2 separate regions of the Mus musculus genome follow, and region 2 is linked to region 1. The links are chromatin contacts, called in public HiChIP or PLAC-seq maps. All regions are on one chromosome and are shown on one strand. The core of a region is the stretch at or near the end of the contact, and the rest is flanking DNA. Distances in the headings are between cores, read along the strand shown. Region 1 has its middle 33 kb from the start of Gm39072. Region 2 overlaps Spon1 (spondin 1, (f-spondin) extracellular matrix protein).

Evidence for each region. HiChIP or PLAC-seq counts read pairs in DNA pulled down with a chosen protein or histone mark.
Region 2: a contact with region 1 is called in an H3K27ac HiChIP or PLAC-seq map of heart atrium, with 8 times the contacts expected there. The contact joins two enhancer-like sites. A contact is called at or near these places in 1 of 39 promoter capture datasets (cranial neural crest), 1 of 15 datasets of contacts at CTCF or cohesin (large pre-B cells), 6 of 484 Hi-C or Micro-C datasets (the HL-1 cell line, forebrain, nephron progenitors and 3 more), 7 of 115 datasets of contacts at active chromatin or transcription factors (bone marrow-derived macrophages, embryonic basal ganglia, embryonic forebrain and 4 more) and 1 of 9 other capture datasets (embryonic stem cells).

Annotation. Positions count from the first base shown.
Region 1 is chr7:113,650,493-113,653,608 of GRCm38.p6, forward strand. No RefSeq gene overlaps it. Among named protein-coding and RNA genes, the nearest start is that of Gm39072, 33 kb to the right of the region's middle. Within about 2 kb of position 1,404, at least 6 of the 459 cell types and tissues checked have an H3K27ac peak or open chromatin away from gene starts, as enhancers often do. A contact at or near this core is called in heart atrium, where this site is marked.
Region 2 is chr7:114,019,601-114,022,580 of GRCm38.p6, forward strand. All of the region lies in intron 7 of Spon1 (spondin 1, (f-spondin) extracellular matrix protein), which reads left to right. Among named protein-coding and RNA genes, the nearest start is that of Gm51454, 15 kb to the right of the region's middle. Within about 2 kb of position 1,416, at least 79 of the 459 cell types and tissues checked have an H3K27ac peak or open chromatin away from gene starts, as enhancers often do. A contact at or near this core is called in heart atrium, where this site is marked.

The DNA of each region.
Region 1 (3,116 bases), core at 154-2,653:
GATATTTGATATGTGACCCACAAAGGAGTGGTGACCCACAGATGAGAACCACTGCTTTAAGGCCTGCCCTCTGTGATCCATGGCCCACCCCACCCCCACCCCCAGTCTACCTCCTATCTCAAGTCCATTACTTCCCCAAGCAGCGCCAGCTGTGAACCCAGGGTCTAAGTCTCAGCCTGAGGGGCACCCTTCACATTCAAATCTTAGGCCTGGGGAAGAAAGTTCTTCAGATATGGGGCTGGGGGAGAGCAGGTGGGATCTTTTGGTGTCAGCTGAAGGGAAAACTGAAGAGAACCCAGAGTATGGCAGGAACCCCATTTTACATGAGAAAGAAAAGCAATGCATGCTGAGAGACCCAGACTGGGATCTGGATGGAAAGCAGGATACTGTGGCTGGGGAGGACTACCTGCTCTAGGCGGGGTGGGGGTGGGGTGGGGGTGGGGTGGGGGTGGGGTGGGGGTGGGGTGGGGGTGGGGTGGGGGTGGGGTGGGGAGTGGGGCAGGGCTTCCTTTGAGTCTTAGAAATGTGGATGACCTCTCATCTTTGATAGCTGTGCTAAAGGAGCTAAGCATTTAAGCCCAGGGTCACGTGTGCCAGACCCACAATGTAGGGACATCTCTGCCCATGCCTATAGCACACATAGATATGCAGACACGCACACGGACACATACTATATATAAACACACAAACATACAGAAGCACATACAGAAAATAAAGAGATCTAAACACCCAGAGACACACAAAGACATAGACAGATGCAAAAACACACACACAGTCACACAAATACCCACATAAATACAATGTGTGTATGTACAAACACAAATACACTACACAGTCACAAACACATGCTCAGAAGCAAATATGGAAACACACCTGAATACACATAAACAGACTCATACATCTAGACACAATTGCATACAAAGGCAAACCCAAATATACAGACATAAAAATATGTGCACAAAGAATCACACACAGATACACTACACACAGACATCACACACATAAACATATACAAATACACAGAAACACATACTAATGCAGAGACACACATAAGCACATAGACATACAAATGTGCACCAGTACACACACACACACACACACACACACACACAGGCAGAAACAGAAACATACACATAGATACAAAGACACACATGAGCTAGCTCTCTCTCTCTCTCTCTCCCTCTCTCTCTCTCTCTCTCTCTCTCTCTCTCTCTCTGTGTGTGTGTGTGTGTGTGTGTGTGTGGTCTGTGCCAGACCAAGGCCTTATGGTTTGGGCTTCTTTTGAGCAGGATCATACCTTGTATCTTGCTAGATTCCTGCACTTTTTGGGGCCACTGACAGCTCTGCCTGTGCGTCACCTCCCTGCCTGGGAGCTGCTTGCCATCATTGTCACCTTCTAAAACAGTTCCTGCTTATCAGACAGTGCAGTGTCTGGGAAGCTGTCAGAAGACAGATGCTTATGGTATCTGGTCTAAGGACAAGGGAATCACATAGCTTTGTTGCCTTTAATGAAATAGGGGTTGACTTGGAAGCTGATAGCAGGGGTTCTTAAAGGCTACTTCCTGCTAGGGCATCATGTTGGGCAGGATGCTGCTGTTGCTCTTAGGAAAACTTACTCAGGAAGAGATAGGACCACACTGCCTTTTTGTACTAAGGGCCCCAAATGTGTATGTATGTGTTGTTCCTCAGCATTTGAGAACTAAAGATCACTAAGAAATTTTGATATTAAGGCAAGGAGAAAAAGAATCAGCTCAACATTAAGAACTTGGAATTACTACTATTCCCATTTTACAAAGGCACAGGAAGATGACATCACTGGCCCAGCCAACAGAGGTCTAAACTTGAATCCAGGTCTCCCTGACTAGTTCCCAATTAAGGATTTCCAGAGCTCTGTGTGGGCTGTTTCTACCAGTCCACCCCAGTTCCTTAGCCATGGCTATGCCCCCATTCACCTCTCTGCTGATGCAAAGCTTGCTTACCTGATGCACTCTGCTTAGTCTCCTAGGTTCTCCACTTCTGTTCTTTGGACCTAAGAGCTCACATCACATGCTTTGCTTTAAAGGCTGCAGGTTCATACGGTGATTGGAAAGTCTGACCGGAGAAGAGCCCTGCAGTCTGTGGGCTGTGATCCTGGCTCTACAGTCCTTGGTCTCCTTGTGAGACAGCTAAGGAATGCCCAGGTTACCATCACCCTTACATATTGCAGAGAGTAGAGGTCACCATGTTAAATGTTAAATGTTGAAAACTGACAGATAGTTCTACCATATTGCCTCAACCTCCATTTTGTAGCTCATGACTTAAACCTGACCTAATGTTTCTGGCCCTGACCAGAATGTCACGCTGTACCTTTCTGCAGAGCCTGTTAGATTCTAGAAATTCCCTAGCCTCCCTGCCTCTAGACCTAGCCAAGCAGCTCACAGGTCGGACAGCACTGCTTTGTCTAGATACCCTAAATGCTGCAAATGCACTTGTTTGTGGTGTTTCCCATAGAAAAACTGGCCCTGAGAACTGCCCAGGGTTGCAGCCTGGCTCTGGACTCCTGGCTGAGTCCCTGACTAGTCTTGGAATGTGTATTCAATAAACCTCCAATACCTCACTGAGATTGGTGTCTGAGTTGTTTGTGTGGCTAATCCTGAACCCTAATAACCACTGCTGCCCTCTCTTCCCTTTGTGTCCAGGCTGCTTCTATTAGGAATCTTTCTTTTCCTTAGCCAGATCCCTCCAGCCTTAGCCTGAACTAGCTTTTTTCCCCCAGTGAGGATCATTACACAGCTGTTGCCATTCCCACCGTGGCCTCTGGGGGCATCATCTCATCAGGCTTCGGCTCCAACCCTTCCAGGCTGTCCCGACCCTGTTAGGTGGAAGGGCAGGTGCTCCTGGTAGATTAGTCTGTAGGTCTTTGGCATCATAGGATGCTACAGACTAAAGACGCAGACTGCTGTCACACTATTTACTATATTGTCTCCATTCGGTTTCTTATTGATCAAGAAAATTCCATAAGGGATTTGGAGTCATAAATACAGAGATGGCCTATGTGGAATCAGTTCCCCCCTCTTGCTCTCTTTTCTTCATTCTCTAATGGAGTTAGGATAAAATTAACTTGCAATAGAATAGCT
Region 2 (2,980 bases), core at 166-2,665, 370 kb after region 1:
TGGATTTGTGTGTGTGTGTGTGTGTGTGTGTGTGTGTGTGTGTGTGTGTGTGTGTTTTGGTGGCTTGGAGGTGTTTTAGGTTTTGGTGACGGGGTTGTTTCTCTCTCTCTCTCTCTCTCTCTCTCTCTCTCTCTGTGTGTGTGTGTGTGTGTGTGTGTGTGTGTGTGTGTGTTACTTCCAACGGGTGAAAGACATGTTGAAATTTGAAAGAAGTATTATATGGGGAATACCTTCCCACACTTTACCTGCCCCTCAGACTTTCTGAGACCCAGTGGAAACAAAGATAAAAAAAAAGGAAGGAAGGAAGGAAGAAAGAAAGAGAGAGAGAGAGAGAGAGAGAGAGAGAGAGAGAGAGAGAGAGAGAGAGAAAGAAAGAAAGAAAGAAAGAAAGAAAGAAAGAAAGAAAGAAAAAACAAAAAATTAATTGATGGCAAACACTCAGTTCACAAACAGCCCAAACCTTTCCACCCCACACTATGGGCTCATTTAGGGAAAGGAATTTTCCTTTGATTTTCCCAAACCCTCTATTCCCCTTTCCTTTCCAAATCTCATTAGGAAGTCAAATTAGGAAGCCTGCACGAAGCCAGGTTTTGTTTTGCACTAACAACCCCGCCCCCCCACCACCCCCATTCTCCCCCCCCCCCCCATCCCCATCCCTGCAAGTCTGATGGAGGTTAATGGGATTCCAGCCTCTTCACCCAGTGGAAAAGCCAGGGTGACCTACTTTGCAAAGCACTGCCTGTTGAAACTGACTTTTTTTCTCAGCAGTCTTCATCCGCATTCCCAGCACCCCTTCTCAAAGGGCAGGAGCGGATGAACGAATCAACGGTGACATGTTTGATTCAATAAATCAAGCCAGAGCCCTGACAGCCCAATGTTCGGGTAGAGACAGGGAAAGACGAATTCCGAGCAAAGCCGCATCCTTCACTGGTTCTTTGCAAACACAAGTGAGAAACAGTTCCTGCAATCATTGTGAATTTGCACTACTCCAGGGTGGTCTGAATGCTAAGAATTACCGGAACTTTCAAAGATATTCATCTCCTGGAAAGGACTGGCATTCCCCCTAAATTATTCCCACCCATTCCTCTTGGTTATCTCTTGCTTAGACAATGGCCGGTGTTTGTGAGATCAGCGGTGCAAAGACTGGGTCTACTTCTCCAGAAATGAAACCAGAAACAGCCCTCGGATTCCGAGGTCCCTCTTGCCTCCTCCTAGCAAGAGTCACCTGGGTCCATCGACGCCCGTGGGGTAGTAAAGGAACTCGGACTTGAGCAGGTGGTAGATCTGCATGTCCAGATGGACTTGGAATCCCAAATACCTTCTGGTTAGAAACTAATGTTGCAAAAACTTGACAAACCCTGATCCGCCAGCACCGTGCTTCAGTCTAATGAATGGCTTGGGCGCCCCCTAGTGGCTTAATAGAGTTCCTGCACTTGAGAAAACAAATTGAGACCAAAGTAAAACCTTTTAAAAACTATTACTAGGTAGGTCTCACTGGTGAGGATTTGTAACTTAGAAGGCAAGGACCAGAGTGTAGATTGATCATAAAATCATCTCTCGCCTCTTTTCCTCTGTGGTATTTTGGGAAGTTTTGCTGAAAATGAGGCACTGTACTGTCAGGAACCAATGAGAAGCCATTTCTTCACAGTTAAATACACTGGTCCCATATTGCAGGTTTAGTAACTACAAGGAAAGGTGGGGTTAAAAGCACTCGCTTCTCTGCCCTCATCCCATGCACCTCACCCTCTCAGAGGTCAGGAAAGACATTTCTTCATGTACATATTTATTTTTAATTTATGTGTGTGTAAACTGTTCATAACTTTACTAGGACTGGGTCTTTTTCTCAGAGATGTGGCTTATCACTGTGTAGATGCTGACACTTTTCAATTATGCTGGATGGGGACACTTTTATGACACTCTTATTTTTCTTGGCACCAGAGGTCTTCTGATTCACATCTTAGGTGCCCTCCAGAAAGCTAGAGGCTTGGTCTCCAGCTGTGGCATTCTTAAGAGGTGATGGAAACTTTAAGACTTGGTAAAAAGGCTCACTGGTGGTGGTGCACACCTTTAATCCCAGCACTCTGAGGCAGAGGCAGCTGGAGCTCTGAGTTTGAGGCCAGCCTGGTCAACAGAGTGAGTTCTAGGACAGCCTGGGCTACACAGCGAAACTCTGGGGCAGGGGAGGATGGAAAGAAGTTAGGCCTGTGGAGGTGTGTGCCTGGAACATCTGCTAGGACCCACCTATCCACCCACCCCTCACCCCACCCCAACCCACCCCACCCCTCACCACCTTCTTGTAGCCCCACCATGGTGCACTACGCTGCCCAGTCACAAGGAAATGTGGTCAGGTGACCATGGATTAAAATCTCTGACACCATTAGCCAAAACAAGTTTTTCTTCTTCAAAGACATTTTTCTCCAATGTTTTGTCAGTGGCAGTGGCAGAAAGCCAGAACGAGAGGGTCCATGGAGACTTTTACATTTTGAAATATTTGTGTATAGATATAATGACATGCCTCGGTGACAGGACCCAAATTTCAGCATGCGACAGGTTGCATGCACACCTTTTACAGGAGAATACGTTTGCACAATATTTGAATGCATCTGCCATTTGCCTGTGACCCATCGTGTGGGGTCAAGCGTGGAACTCCCTATTTGGGTTTCATGTTACCGCTCAGGAAGCTTCAGATTTGGGGGGTTTTAAGATTTGTAATACCAAGCAGTTCTGGTCATTACCCACAAGTGTTAACTGATGTTAATTCAATCTGTTTCTTTTGTGGTTGCTTTTCCTGTTTCAAATCTGAGAAAGGAAACATTTCTTTTCTCTTCTTTTCTTTTTATCCCCACCTTGAAAAGTAACATTTCTTAGTAGACACTTTTCTTAAATGTTTGACATTTCTCTACAGTCTGGATATTGGGTTCTAGAGCTGTATGGTGTTCCTTGCAAATCTGATGTTTTGTTTTGTTTTGTTTTTTTTAGT